Linked DNA regions of Sus scrofa: region 2 is linked to region 1. A link is a contact called in public Hi-C data. All regions are on one chromosome and are shown on one strand. The core of a region is the stretch at or near the end of the contact, and the rest is flanking DNA. Distances in the headings are between cores, read along the strand shown. Region 1 overlaps SPTBN4 (spectrin beta chain, non-erythrocytic 4). Region 2 holds the start of LTBP4 (latent-transforming growth factor beta-binding protein 4).

Evidence for each region. Hi-C and Micro-C count contacts between places; a contact is called where the count stands out from the background.
Region 2: a Hi-C map of retroperitoneal adipose tissue shows a contact between it and region 1, with 2.3 times the contacts expected there. The contact joins the promoter of LTBP4 here to the enhancer-like site in region 1. A contact is called at or near these places in 1 of 5 promoter capture datasets (liver), 18 of 47 Hi-C or Micro-C datasets (alveolar macrophages, blood, brain and 11 more) and 1 of 2 datasets of contacts at active chromatin or transcription factors (skeletal muscle).

What each region holds. Positions count from the first base shown.
Region 1 is chr6:48,792,976-48,796,151 of Sscrofa11.1, forward strand. SPTBN4 (spectrin beta chain, non-erythrocytic 4) reads left to right here. Exons shown (of 36, transcript XM_021094394.1): 21 at 1,029-1,253; 22 at 2,198-2,287. Among named protein-coding and RNA genes, the nearest start is that of SHKBP1, 19 kb to the right of the region's middle. Within about 2 kb of position 1,691, at least 8 of the 83 cell types and tissues checked have an H3K27ac peak or open chromatin away from gene starts, as enhancers often do. A contact at or near this core is called in retroperitoneal adipose tissue, where this site is marked.
Region 2 is chr6:48,829,306-48,832,481 of Sscrofa11.1, forward strand. It overlaps LTBP4 (latent-transforming growth factor beta-binding protein 4), which reads left to right and starts at 1,713. Exons shown (of 34, transcript XM_021094399.1): 1 at 1,713-1,918. The coding sequence starts at 1,776.

The sequences.
Region 1 (3,176 bases), core at 441-2,940:
AAAGAAAAAAAAAAAAAAAAAAAAAAAAAAAAAACCTCACAAGTAAAGACAGAGTTATTCTATGGTGGTGAAGTGCCAGCCGTGGAGCCAAAAGGAGCAGGATAAAGGGGAATTCTTTTACTGTTGAAGAAACTAGCTCCTTGCTCTAACATGTATTAAATAAATATTCTTCAAATTTGCCATTTGCCTTTAAATCTAGAAATTTTGGTTGATGCAAAAGTATTTTATATGGCCAGATTTATAAATCTTTCCCTTTATGGTTTGTACGCTTGGAAAGATTTTTCTCCATCCCAAGATTATCAAAGCGTTTGCCCAGGTTTTCTTGGTATGCCTCATGGGTTTACTTATTCCACCTAAGTCTTTAATCCATCTGGAATTGGTTTCAGCATAAAGAGCGAGGAAGGGATCCAGCTAAATTGGTCAGCCACTTGGCCCCTGACCATTTACTGAATAATCCATCCTTTCCTTGGAGATTGGAAACGGCATCTATAAACTGTAGGAATCCTCCTGTGTATTTGCGTCTGCGTTTGCACTTTCTGTCTATCCCTGTGGCACTTCAGCCATTTAAATCTCTATAGCTTTGTGTTTATTTTTGATATTTGGAAAGGCTGAATCTGGACAAATTACCTAACTTTTCTGGGCCTCAGTTTCCTCCTCTGTAAAACAGGGATACTAGCAACCTTGAAAGGGTTTCCCGAGAACTAATAAACTAATGGACGCTTTAGTCCAGGGGGTCAGGTAAGCCTCTTTGAAAAGATAATATTTGAGCTGAAATCTGATAGACAGGGAAGAGCATGCTGAGCAGAGGGAACAGCAACAGCAGAGGCCCTGAGGCAGGAGCTAGCTTAGTGGGTTGCAGAATCAGCGAGGAGGGCAATGCTTCTGGAACAATTGAGCAAGGCGAGAGTGGAATAGCTGGCCGCGGCCAGGGGTTTGGCTGTCACCAGAAAGGTGCTGGAATTGGAATACCACAGCGGGTTCCGGGTGTGTGTGTGGCGGGGGGGGCTGACCCCGCGCTGTCCCCACAGTCGATGGAGTCGCAGGTGGAGGAGTGGTACCGCGAGGTGGGAGAGTTGCAGGCGCAGACCGCGGCGCTGCCTCTGGAGCCGGCGAGCAAGGAGCTGGTGGGCGAGCGGCAGAACGCGGTGGGCGAGCGCCTGGTGCGTCTGCTCGAGCCGCTGCAGGAGCGCCGCCGCCTGCTGCTCGCCTCCAAGGAGCTGCACCAGGTGGCGCACGACCTCGACGATGAGCTGGTGAGGATCCGCGCGGGGATCCGGGGCGGGGCCAGGGTAAGGGCCGGGGGTGTGCGAGGATGGGGCGGGCAGAGGGGGCGGAGACTGGGAGGGGGCGGGCCGTGGGACCTTGCGGGTTCAAGGGTGGCGACGGCTGGAAGACCTACCCACTGATACAATGATAGAGCCAGTCATTCAACCCTTAACTTTTTAATTTACTCATTCATTCATTCGTTCGTTCTCATGTCATTAACACTTTAAATCGTTGATTTAGCCATGGTCGTTGATTTATTTATCTACTCATCCTTTATTTCTTCCTTCACTCACTGATTTGTTATTCACTTACTTGTCCTTCACCCATTCATTTCCTTAGCCACTCACTTCCGGATCTGCTCACTCATTCATTCACTCTCCAATTTGCTCATTCACTCGATCATTCTGGGCCCAGCCCAAACCTGACGCTAGGATCACGAGAGTCACCGGGCAGATCCTGCCTCTTCCTGCGCATGGGAACTCAGAGTCCAAAGAGGAAAACAGACTTGTCCTAAATCAGGATAACCCGGGGTGGTTAGGACTGTGATGGGGAAGCCAGGCGGCCGTGGGAGCCCAGAGCAGGCAACCAGCCAAGTTCCAAAGTCAGGGAGAGGTTCCTGGAAAAGGAATTGTCTGAGCTGAGACACGAAGGAAGAGTATGAGGGAGCCTGCTGAGGGAGTGAGAAGGGAATCCAGGAAGCAGGACCTGCCTGTGCAAAGGTCAGGAGTGAGCAGGAGCCTGTTGCAAGGGCATAGAGCAGGACAGAGCATGGAGACGTCTTCAGAGGAAACTGAAGATGCGAGCAGGCTTTTAGGTGAGGAAGGGCCTTGGAGGTGTGGAGGCTTGGATGCTTACAGTTTAGTTGGGACGTCAGGGTCCTTGCCCTGCTCCCTGTGTCCTCCTCTTGACCTGCTCCCTGATTCCTCTCCAGGCGTGGGTCCAGGAGCGGCTGCCACTGGCCCTGCAGACAGAGCGAGGCAATGGTTTGCAGGCCGTCCAGCAGTACATCAAAAAGAATCAGGTGAGCAGAGCCAGGGCAAGGGTGAGGGTTAGGACACATTTGGATACGAATGATAGAAAATAGCTTGAGGTGATTAAAGCCAAAAAAGGGAATTTACTGGTTCTGATAATTGAGAAGACTGTGGACAACAGGTACAGATGCATCCAGCTGCTTCCAAGATGTCATGAAGTCATGAATCTCTCATTTCCTTTTTTTTTTTTTTCTTTTCCTGTTAGCTTTGTTCTCAGGCCAACTCTTTTCTCCTACTGGTAAAAGATCTCCAACAGATTCAAGTTTACATCCCACCAGTAAAGCTGAGGGGAATTTTTCTCTCTCAAGAATTTCCGAAGTTGTCCCAGGAATAACTGTTAGGCACAATTTGAGTCACATGTCTACCCTGAGCTACTACTGGTGACCAGGGATGTAGATGGCTCTGAATGGCCTGGTCTGGGCTAAGGGCCACCCCTGGAACTTGCAGCTGGGGTCAGCCTTAACTGAATTATCTGAGCTGAGATGGAGGCAAGGGGGTTCCCCCAAAGAAAATCAGGGTCCTGTGACTAGAAGTGAGGCCATCTATTGGGCCACAATAAAGAAGACAACAGACAGGAGCTCCTGTTGTGACTCAGTGGGTTAAGAACCCAACTAGTATCCCTGAGGATGCAGGTTCTATCCCTGGCCTCACTCAGTGGGTTAAGGATCCGGCGTTGCCACAAGCTGCAGTGTAGGTCACAGATGTGGGTGGCCCCGGGTGTTGCTGTGACTGAGGAGGCGATTCGACCCCTGACCGAGGAACTTCCATATGCTACAGGTGTAACCTTAAAAAAAAAAAAAAAGACAGCAAACAAACAAGAACTCCAAACACCTATAGGGAGAGAGGACAGAGTGCTGACTCCTATGCTGAGCACAGTGG
Region 2 (3,176 bases), core at 463-2,962, 36 kb after region 1:
CGGCAGCGCCCCCAGCAAGCGCTCCAGCCACAGGGTAGGAGATGGGGAGAGGGGCGACAGGGGCAGGGACGTTCTGTCCTGCAGGGCCACTTTAGCAGGGATCACGGGAGCTACACGAAGACAGGGACACAGAGCACATATTCAGTGGGCAGAGCCAGGCACTCCATCATTGAGCCGCAACAGCCCACGAACGCCAGTGAGTGGGGCCTGAGAGCCGTCGTTACTGCTCCAAGGGGCTGTGTGTCCCTGGGTGGTGGGTGGGCCCAGGCTTCTGGGTTTCGGTGTTGGGTGGGTGGAGGCAAGGATTGCTGTCGGTGGCGGTAACATGTGAGTGTGGCTGTGTGAGTCAGCCCGTGTGCCTCACCGGAACGCAGGAGGGTGAAGGGGTCTCCTGCCCGCCTTGCACACTCCCCATCTGGAAGAAGAAACAGGAGTTGGGGGTGAGGGCAAAGCTGAATTGATTGCTGTCCTTAGTCTGTGGTCAGCTGTACGGTCTGGGCTGGTGGCCTAATACCCTCTGTGGGTGGAGCCTGGGATCCTCTGGTGGCAGGGCTCACAGTCACAGAATGGGAAAGCTTGAGAATAAAACGGCTGTGAGAGATGACGTTTGGAACCTCTGCAGGGGGACAAACATGAAAAGAGTAGGGTTTGGGATCCTAAATGTGGGGCCTTGGCCCAATTCTCTGTGGGAAATGTTGTGGCCTAAAACTCAAGAGCGGAAGAGGGCACCTAGGGAGCAGCCTCTGAAGCTCTAGGGGCAGCGCCCTTGGGAGAGAGGTGGGGGTTTGTAATTCCATGGAGAGAAGACGGGGCCTTTAATACATAGTGAAAGGAAGGGGCTGGGTTTGAGACCCTCTTGAGTTGGGAGGGGCTTGGATCCTGGAACCTACGAAAATGGGTGCAGGTGGGGACCAAGGCCCTTTGTGGCTTGGGGCTCCTAATGGCAGAGTTCACTAGGAATGGAGGCGACTGGAATTCTCTAAGGAGAAATTCTGCAAGTCTGGAAGTAGGAGGGGGTGCCCTTAGGAGCCTTTAACGATTCAGACAGGGAAGAAGGTGTGATAGCCTCTAAGAGTGGTGGTGGAGAGGGATGCAATAGGAGGGCAGAGCCGGAGGCCTCTGGGAGCAGAGTCTGTGGGTCAGGGGAAGCCTGGGTCCTCTGAAGGGCAGAACCTACAGCTTCCCGAGGAAGCTATTTGTTGAGCCTGGAACCCCTGAAACACGGGGCCTTGAGAAAGAGCAGATCCTTCGGGAAGATCCAGAGTGGGCCTGGGACTCAGAGGGGCCAGACCTGGGGCTCAGTGTAGCGTCCGTTGGATCTTTCAGCATCTAAGTCAGTCTGGGAGCAAATTCGGATGGACTGCTCCCAGGACTGTCAGCCAACGGATGAGGTCTTTGAGTAGGAGTCTGGTTTAGGGGAACCTGGCCGCCGCCTACGCATCGAGTGGGAGGGGTCCCAAAACCTTTACGTTTGGGGCCTCTTCTTTGCCAGAGGGTTCACTGAGCCAGTACCCCCCACAGCACTGAGAAGTCCAGGCCCCAGCGCCCTATGCCCGGCACCTGTACCTTTAGCCCCTCCCCTGTCGCCTCCCGATTGGTAGCGCGGGCAGCGCCCCCTGGCGGCGCGGGGCTCTGATTGGCGGGAAGTTCACAGCCCGCGACTGGGACAGTGGAGAAAATGAGTCGGCCTCCGGCGGGGGCGGAAGGCGGGGCCGCGCCAAGCCGGACCCGCTGGACAGACGGGCCGCCTGGAGCGAGACTCCACGCCGGACACGATGCGGCTGCCTGGACCCAGCGGCCGCCGCCCCCTCCTGCTGGTGCTCCTGCTGCCGCTCCTTGCAGCCGCCGCCACCGCCGCCTCCGCCGCCCGCCCCAGCCAGGCCGTCGAGGTTGCGGTGATCCCGGGCCGCCCGGCCGGGTAAGCCCTGCTTCGGCCCCCTCTTCCTTGTGCCCCTTCCACTCAATAAGTCTGGCAGCCCAAGAAGACCAGGACTTTCGGATTTTGCCGCTGCGTCGGGATAGGGATGAAGAACCAGAGCCCTTGGATTTATTGGGGCCCTCTATTTCGCAGAGGTTAGAATCTGAGGTGTTCTGAGATTTCAAGCGGAGGGATTCTCCTCCCGTGCGGTAGAGACAGATACGGCTCCAGGGAATTCTAGAGTTTATTCGGAGGAAGGTCACAGTTTATTTGGGGATGGGGCTTTGCCTTCTAAGATGATGGATGGGGGACCGAGCTGGAAGAGGGTCCCCCAAGCTTCTTGGATGCCTAAAGAGGAAGAGTATGGGAAGTTATTAAGAGCCTTTATGGGGGACGTGAGATGTCCTCGTTTTCTAGGGTTGAGGAACCGCTGAATTAATTAAAAGTGACCTTTTCCTAATGTGTTAGGAAGACATGGAGTTTTGAGTGGATGGTGGAGCGGCTTGTGGAAAATTGTGTGGAGGTGGGGGGCCTTCAGATTTCATGAGAGTTCAGGATGCTCTAGTTTCCTAGAATTAGAGGATTCCAGGCTTCAATGAGGTACCAGTGATTTCGCGGCAAGAGATCCAGCATTTCCTATAGATTTGGGGTTATAGTCACTCTTCCTGTCTACGGGTGACGAGATCGAAGGAAACAGTCTGCCCAGTACTCCCACCCCCCGCCCTGCGGCCCAGCGCTCCGCTACAAAGGCCCCGGGCTCCGCTCCCGCCTCGGTCTCTGCGAATGCGTTTAGTAATCCGAGCCGCGCCGGGGGCGGGGCTGGGAAGGGGTTAACGCGGAGAAAAGGCGGGAGGGATGACGGCAGGATCGGGGTCCCGAAGGCTCCTAACCGGGCAGCCTCCTCCCTTACTGGGCCCCACCGGTCTGAAAAGTGTCCATACGCCCGACGTCCCCTTAGCAGCATCCCCCCATGACCCTTTCTCCCGGCCTGAGCGCGCGCCCTCGTCCCAGGTCCCCCTTAGCCTCAGAATAATGGATTTGTCTGGGGGGCCCCTTGGTTGCGACGCACTTGCGCCGGAGCTGAGGGCTCCGCCAGCCAGAATCTGAGACCCTCTGGGCGCGAAGATTTCTCCAAGAACTACTCCCTCCTGGTCAGGCGGGAAACGGAGGCCCAAAGACCAGGAGACGCTGGCTCCGGGACCCACGGCGTGGAAGGGCAGGAACAGGCTAGAACTCAGGCCTTGGGATTCCCACTGCT